Regions from separate parts of the Pan troglodytes genome. Here region 2 is linked to region 1. Evidence: chromatin contacts called from public HiChIP or PLAC-seq data. All regions are on one chromosome and are shown on one strand. Each heading gives the region's core, a stretch centred on a gene start, on an enhancer-like site or on the middle of the called end of the contact. The rest is flanking DNA. Distances are from core to core; before and after follow the strand shown.

The links. HiChIP or PLAC-seq counts read pairs in DNA pulled down with a chosen protein or histone mark.
Region 2: an H3K4me3 HiChIP or PLAC-seq map of stem cell-derived excitatory neurons shows a contact between it and region 1, with 7 times the contacts expected there. The contact joins the promoter of CELF1 here to the promoter of PSMC3 in region 1. A contact is called at or near these places in 1 of 7 Hi-C or Micro-C datasets (stem cell-derived neural progenitor cells) and 1 of 1 datasets of contacts at active chromatin or transcription factors (stem cell-derived excitatory neurons).

The regions. Positions count from the first base shown.
Region 1 is chr9:51,440,732-51,444,346 of NHGRI_mPanTro3-v2.0_pri, reverse strand. It overlaps PSMC3 (proteasome 26S subunit, ATPase 3), which reads left to right and starts at 1,813. Exons shown (of 12, transcript XM_508413.8): 1 at 1,813-2,109; 2 at 2,364-2,447; 3 at 3,069-3,194; 4 at 3,604-3,615. The coding sequence starts at 2,035.
Region 2 is chr9:51,568,189-51,571,803 of NHGRI_mPanTro3-v2.0_pri, reverse strand. CELF1 (CUGBP Elav-like family member 1) reads left to right here and starts at 1,693. Exons shown (of 14, transcript NM_001280200.1): 1 at 1,693-1,840.

The DNA of each region.
Region 1 (3,615 bases), core at 564-3,063:
ACCTAAAAGTTGGTTAAGGGGAGAATGTCTGCATCCCTCCTAGGCCCAGGCTGGAGGCTTTCTAAACATATTCGTATTTGTCAGGATCTCCAAAAGTAGGCCCCAGAATGGGACCCAACTGACCCAGGCATAGTGGGACCAGCACAGATTGGACAGTCTCTTTCCCCTCTGGGCTTCTTGGCTCCTGTCGGGCAACTCAAAGTGAGAATTTGGGGTCAGCAGTCCTAGTGCTGCCAGTGACTCACTGAATAACCTCCAGCAAGGCACTTAACCTCTCTGAGCCTCCCTATGCTTATTTAAAGTTGAGAATGGTAATTCAATCTGTCCACAAGGCAGGCTTGTTGAGAGAATGGAATAAAGCACTGTTACTTGAGGAGACGCTTTGTCAGCCTGAGTGAGCAGCTGTACATGTTGTTATTTAAAGAAAAAAATTCTGCTTTCAACCGTGTTCCAAAAAAAACTACTGCAAAGGCTAGGTGTAGTGGCTCATGCCTATAGTACCAACACTTTAGGAGGCTGAGGCAGGAAGATCACTTACGCCCAGGAGTTTGAGACCAGCCTGGTCAACATGGTGAAACCTTGTCTCTATTAAAAATACAAAAATTAGTTGGGCGTGGTGGTGGGTGCCTGTAATCCCAGCTACTTGAGAGGCTGAGGCAGGAGAATCCATTGAACCCGGGAGGCGGAGGTTGCGGTAGGGAGAGATCGCGCCACTGCATTCCAGCCTGGGCGACAGAGCGAGACTCCGTCTCAAAAAACAAAAAACAAGCAAACAAACAAACAAAAAGGCAACGATTGCACAGATTTTCATCAGGTTAACAGAGTGTTTGTGATGGTTTGACTTGAAATATAAGCTATGTTGCTTACATGAAGTTCCCTTTAAAGGGGCTCCAGGGCTCACCTCAAAAGATAAGGAGAGATCATTTAAAATAGCCGACAAGGGTACAACGAATGAGTCTCCCATGATCCGGAGACCCGCTCTGCTCACTGAGATTACTAACCATGGGCAGAGAAAACAAACAATTGCAGATACGAGACATAATTTTTTTTGAGACGGAGTCTCGCTCTGTCGCCCAGGCTGGAGTGCAGTGGCGCGATCACGGCTCACTGCAAGCTCCGCCTCCGAGGTTCATGCCATTCTCCTGGCTCAGCCCGGAGTAGCTGGGACTACGGGCGCCCGCCACCACGCCCGGCTAATTTTTTGTATTTTTAGTAGAGACGGGGTTTCACCGTGTTAGCCAGGATGGTCTCGATCTCCTGACCTCGTGATCCGCCCGCCTCGGCCTCCCAAAGTGCTGGGATTACAGGCGTGAGCCACCGCGCCCGGCCCGAGTCATAATGTTTTTAATCGTAGAGGCTGATGGTCAATTGAGTTCTTCCCACGTGGACAATTCCGTGAAGCCTGCTCTGACGTTAGGAGCAGCAGCGATTTCTCTTTAAAGCTGGTTAATGATTCCCTCCCGTAACTCCGGGTGGCCAGCTTGTACTTAAATAATTGTAAAAATGCGGACTGAGGTGGCATGCCTTTTTGGCCCTTTGCACACGGCTGGCCTATGTCGTTTATTAATTGGGAGGCAGTGTCATTGTGTAAATCCCCTTATTCCTAGCGGGGTCACAGTCTGAGTTTGAACGCGCCCCTCCGCAAGCATCTGTCACCGGCCAGATTAAAGACTACATTTCCCAAAGGCCCTCGCGGATCCCACCGTTCTCCCTCCCTTTCCGGTTTTACACCTAGGCCCCGCCCCCAACGCGCGTGTCGGCCAATAGCGGCCCCACCTCTCGCGCCCGGCAAAAATAGGACGCGGGCGGGAACGTTTCGGGGGCCGCGGGGGCGGGGCCTGTGGCCAGGGGTTGGTCTTTGGAATCGGAGAGGCAGATTCGCTGCTCCGCAGCACGGCCGGAGCTGGTCCGGTCAAGAGTCGGGATTTGTGGGGAGAGGTTTTCCACTGGTCAAGAGAAGGCTTTAAGAAAGACGGTATTAATCTCCCGTTGCGGCTCCCGCCTGGTCCCATCTTCTGCCCGCTCCTCCAGGAAATGAATCTGCTGCCGAATCTTGAGAGTCCAGTGACTCGGCAGGAGAAGATGGCGACCGTGTGGGATGAGGCCGAGGTGGGCACCGGGCGAGCTGGCGGTCCGGGAACCGGGGCCCGCAGGGAGACGCCATTGACAAGAGGGAAGGAGGTGGCTGGGGGTCAAGGTCTGGCCCGATCCCGGGGACGGGGTTGTTTGGGATGTGGGCAGGGGTCCTGACTCCATCCTGGTTTTATGGGCGTGGAAACTGAGGCTGTGAGTGGGTTCGGAGAACGAGGGATGCTTGTTCTGAGTAAAAGTAAATATATAAATAAACAAATAATTTTTTACAGCAAGATGGAATTGGGGAGGAGGTGCTCAAGATGTCCACGGAGGAGATCATCCAGCGCACACGGCTGCTGGACAGTGAGATCAAGGTGGGCGCACAGCTCCTGTGCGGGCGATGGGGCCCCCTACAGGACAGGCCCCAGCGATCCGAGTCGCCTCTCCTACTTCCTTCTCGGGCACCCTGGGGGAGACATGGGGCTCGGGCTTCCCCCTCGTATCAGGAAGAGAGGAAAGAAAACTAAGCCTTAAAAGGGACAAGAAGACAGGTAGGGGATGGTGGGAGACCTGGGCTGAGATGAGAGGTTATCAGATTGCCTTTCCCAGTGAGAACTGGGAATAATCCTCTCAAGAATCCTTCTTTTAGTAAAATGCCTATTTTACAGATGAGGAGACAGGCCCAGAGAGGTTTGTACTGCGATAAAGCACCCAGTTCTTACTACGAGGCAGAACCTAAAACCTATATTTGCCTCTCTCGGAGGCCTGCTTTTATTCCAATACTACCACTATTTCACCAGGAGGTTTCCAAACTGGCCTCCTCTTTTGACTTCTGCAGGATGTGGACACAGTCAGACTCTGCCTTCAGAGAGCCTCAGAGCTGGATGAATGGATGCGGGAGGGTCCCCTGGGCACCCTGGACCTCACTAGTTACAGGGCTCTAGCATAAGCTGTGCCAGGGTTTATATTTGCTTCTCCTCCCCTCCTGATCTCAGATCATGAAGAGTGAAGTGTTGAGAGTCACCCATGAGCTCCAAGCCATGAAGGACAAGATAAAAGAGAACAGTGAGAAAATCAAAGTGAACAAGACCCTGCCGTACCTTGTCTCCAACGTCATCGAGGTGTGTGTGTATGTGGAGGGGAAGAGAGGGAGTCAGCAGGGATTGGGGACAGCCTGGGGTGGGGCCACTAGGGAAAGAGTGGGTGGAGGTATTGAGGCCAAACTGCATGTCAGGGCTACACCTCCTGAGGCACTTTCATGGGGAAGACAGGGGCCTGCAAAGGCCTGGGAGGTCTCACGTGTCTCCTTTTCTGTTGGTTATGTCTCCTCCGGGGTAGATGAGCCCTGTGCAGAGGAGCAGCACCTACACAGAGATCAATCGCTGGGCTTAGCAGGGGCACCACGTTTGGTGGGCTCAGGGCTATTGGAGGAGGGAGGTAGGGATGGCCAGCCCTGCAGGTATTAGGAACTGTCTTAGGAAGCACTGGGCCTTGGGGAGTTCAAGGAGCTGAGTATTTTTTCCTTCCCAGCTCCTGGATGTT
Region 2 (3,615 bases), core at 444-2,943, 130 kb before region 1:
GTGGTACGCGCCTGTAATCCCAGCTACTCGGGAGGCTGAGGCAGGAGAATTGCTTGAACCTGGGAGGTGGAGGTTGCAGTGAGCCGAGATCGCGCCACTGCACTCCAGCCTGGGTGACAAGAGCTAGACTCCGTCTCAAAAAAAAAAAAAAAACTGTGTTAGATAATGATAAATGTTTTGGATAAAAATGAAAGTGGGATTGAAAGCATGGGTGTGTGTGTGTGTGTGTGTGCACATGCCATGCGTGCAAGCAGTGTAAAATAGAGTGCTTAGGGAAGACTGGACTGAGAAGGTGACACTTAAGTCAAAGTCTGAAGGAGGTGAGGAAGTGAGCCATGTGGATATCCACATGATTCTATGGAGCACAAAAGGAGACAGACTCTCTGCTTGAAACATTTCTACAACCTATAGCAGCAAATATATGGTAATATTTGTGACCACATTCTGTAAGCTATAATGGTCTATAAATATAGGATGTTTTCAGTCAACTACACATAAAACTATTAACAAGAACAAGATCATATATCAGCATTATGAATGTATATAAAACTACCCAGTACAATTAGGGAATATGATCATGTACAATTTAAGGACTATATGGTACCAGAAAAACTGTGGTTAGTTTTCTCCCCCCCAAAGGCGAAAGAGGAAAACCCTTGAGGCTTCTGCTTGGAAGCCCACTTGTTGTTTGTGGTAAGGTAGGATATAATCAGTATTTGTGGGTATAAAAATTATATTCTCTGGGAAGCCAGATGATGTTAGAGAGAAACCATCCCATGAGTTATTTGCATGTTGATGGGGCCAAAAGCTTCCAGAACAAAGTTTTCTTTCTTAATCTGCATTTAACTGCCTCAGAAGGTCTGGAACCTAGGAATAAATGTTGGCTTAAACAACAACAACAACAAATTGTACTGCTTGCGTTCCATCTAGACCCAGGGATTCCAGAGTAACTCAGGAGGAAGTCTTTAGAGACCTAACCTGAGTTAAGAAAAAAATATATATATATATATATTATATATATATATTTTTTTTTTCGGTAAAACCAGGTTATGGCTGGGCAATCGGTCTCTTAATAGAATCTTTGTGAACTTCCTTAGGTCGCAGCGATCGTTGCCAGGTTGTGCGTTCACACTGATTATCTTGCTAAAAAGCACTCCCTGCACTTGGAACACACATATTCACATCCCAGCAAAGAAGGAAGGCCTAGATGCTGTTGCTTGTCTGCTGGGGCAAAAAGGGGCGTGCCATGTGCCCAACGCTGGCCAAGCACCAGTCACTCACTCATCCATTTATTCAACAAATATCTTATTATGCTCCTATTCAGTGCCCAGTAGGGGTGCCTCCTTGCCCACCAGGGTCATCTAGAGCTCCTGTGGGTGCGGTGGGCGGAGTCGAGAACTTCAGATTCCCAGGCCTGGCTCTTCCCTCCAGCAGGGCTCGGAGACAAAGAGATGCGCCCCTGCAGCTCCCTCGGTTGAGGGCTCCGCCCGCGGCCCCAGGGGCTTAGGTGCGGCTGCTCCTCCACTTCCCAGCCCGAGGGGGCGCTGCAGCGCCCGGCGCTCGGCCCGCCCCTACGCCGCGCTCCGCTCGCATCGGCGCTGCGGGCGGCGCCGCGGTGATACGTTCCCCCTCGCCGCGCTCCCCCTCCTCCTCTGCCCTCCCCGCCGGTGGTAGGTGCCGGAAGTGCCGCCATTTTGGGGTGTTCTGCTCTGGCGGCAGCGGCAGCGGCGGCGGGACGCGGAGGCTCCCCCGGGATTCGGCCTCAGCAGCGAGGCGGCGGCGGCGGCTGCGGAGGCGCAGGCAGCAGCTGAGGCAGCGGCGGGCTCAGGTGCAGCCGCTGGTGAGTGCTGCGGCCGCAGGATAACGGGCCGCGGGAGGGAGGGAGGGGAAAAAAGGCAAGAGGGAGGCGCCGCGGGGCGGGTCCGGTTAGGGAGGCCGCGGGTCCCAGGGCCCTTCGGGCGCGGCCTCTCCTCGTTCCCTGCGTCCTGGGGTAGGGCTGCGATCTCCTCCTGCATGTCGGGGTCCCCGGCTCCCCGGGTCCTGTCGCGTTTGCCCAGCGCGTGCCCCCGCGCCCAGGGAGACCCGCCCTCCTCGTGGCTTTGCTTCCTCTCCCCGCGCCCTTTACCTTCACTCTCTAGGCTCAGAGGCCTCGTGCCCTGCCCAGGGCCAGCTCCGTTTTCCTCCTCTTTCTGTCTGCCGTGCTGGACCCAGGCTACCTGCCCGGGACACCCCATCTCTGCCCCTGTCGCCTCAGGTGTTCTTAGTGTCCACTCCTGTGGGTGCCGAAGGGTCCGCGCCCCTAGAAGGCAGCGCTTTTCCCGAGCCTCGAGAGCCCCTCGTTCCTCGCCCCAGATCCGCTACGGCCTTGGCTCGCCCTCCCCCCACATCAGGTGCTCACCCAGTCGTGGCCTAGTAGCTGGGCAGGAATCTCGCACCCGGGAGCGGGAGGAGCACATTAAAGTGCTTTCTTCGCTAGGGACCAGGCTTTGATTTTAAAGCCAGTGGTGTCTTGGTTGTGGTCCTCCGGGCAGGATGTTGTTGTAATTCTTGGAGACCATTACACATGCACCAAGGAGCTTCTCATTGGTTTAGGCTCATACCCATAGTTGAGGGGAATGTGGTGAGATTTTGACTGGAATCTGTTTCCGCAAAATGGAATCTCTTTCTCGCCAGGAGAGAGCTGTAGGTTTATTACCTTCGAGTAAAAAGGCTGTATAACAGTTTTAAAGAGCATGAAACGCTTTATAATGTGTGCAGTGTAAGAGGTTACAAATAATGAATCTTTTACAAGAACTTCATCCTTTTTTTTTTTTTTTTTTAAGACGGAGTTTCGCTCTTGTTGCTTAGGCTGGAGTGCAGTGGCGCTATCTCGGCTCACTGCAACCTCCCCAGGTTCAAGCAATTCTCCTGCCTCAGCCTCCCAAGTAGCTGGGATTACAGGCATGTGCCACCACGCCTGGCTAATTTTCGTATTTTTACTATAGACGGGGTTTCACCATGTTGATCAGGCTGGATGGTCTCGAACTCCTGACCTCGGGTGATCCACCCGCCTCGACCTCCCAGAGTGCTGGGGATTACAGGCGTGAGCCACCGCCCCCGCCCGGAACTTCACCTTTTAAAGTTCTTTTCACTGTCTTTGATTACCCGTGAATTGGGAAGGCTTTAATTGGATGCTTTCCCCTTGCCCACAAGTGTAGCTTCTCTCCAACCGCTATGGAAGTTTCAGCCTCTCTATTAATCCTTGGTGAGAATGAAGGCGTCTCAATATAGAATCACCTTTTCTGTTTTAGCATTAAGGAGTCCACTTAGAAAATCATGGAATTACAATAGCATACACAAACTGTTGCTACAGTGATTTTCTTCTCATGTTAATTTTTATATTCTTCTGGCTTTACTTACCTAGTATGTGGTTTCTGATCATGAGTTAGCCAAGATTGAAGCAGCACTGTTGGTAAAGCAAAGCTGGAGCTTTCAGTTGTTGCTTTAACCAGGAAGGTTATGGTTCCCCTAGTGGTTCTTTCCTCATGACAGTCCACCACCTGTTTCCATTAAGAATGGCCTTTGGCCCAGATCACAGGCCTCAACTTCTATTCAACCATTCATTCTGACCCCTTT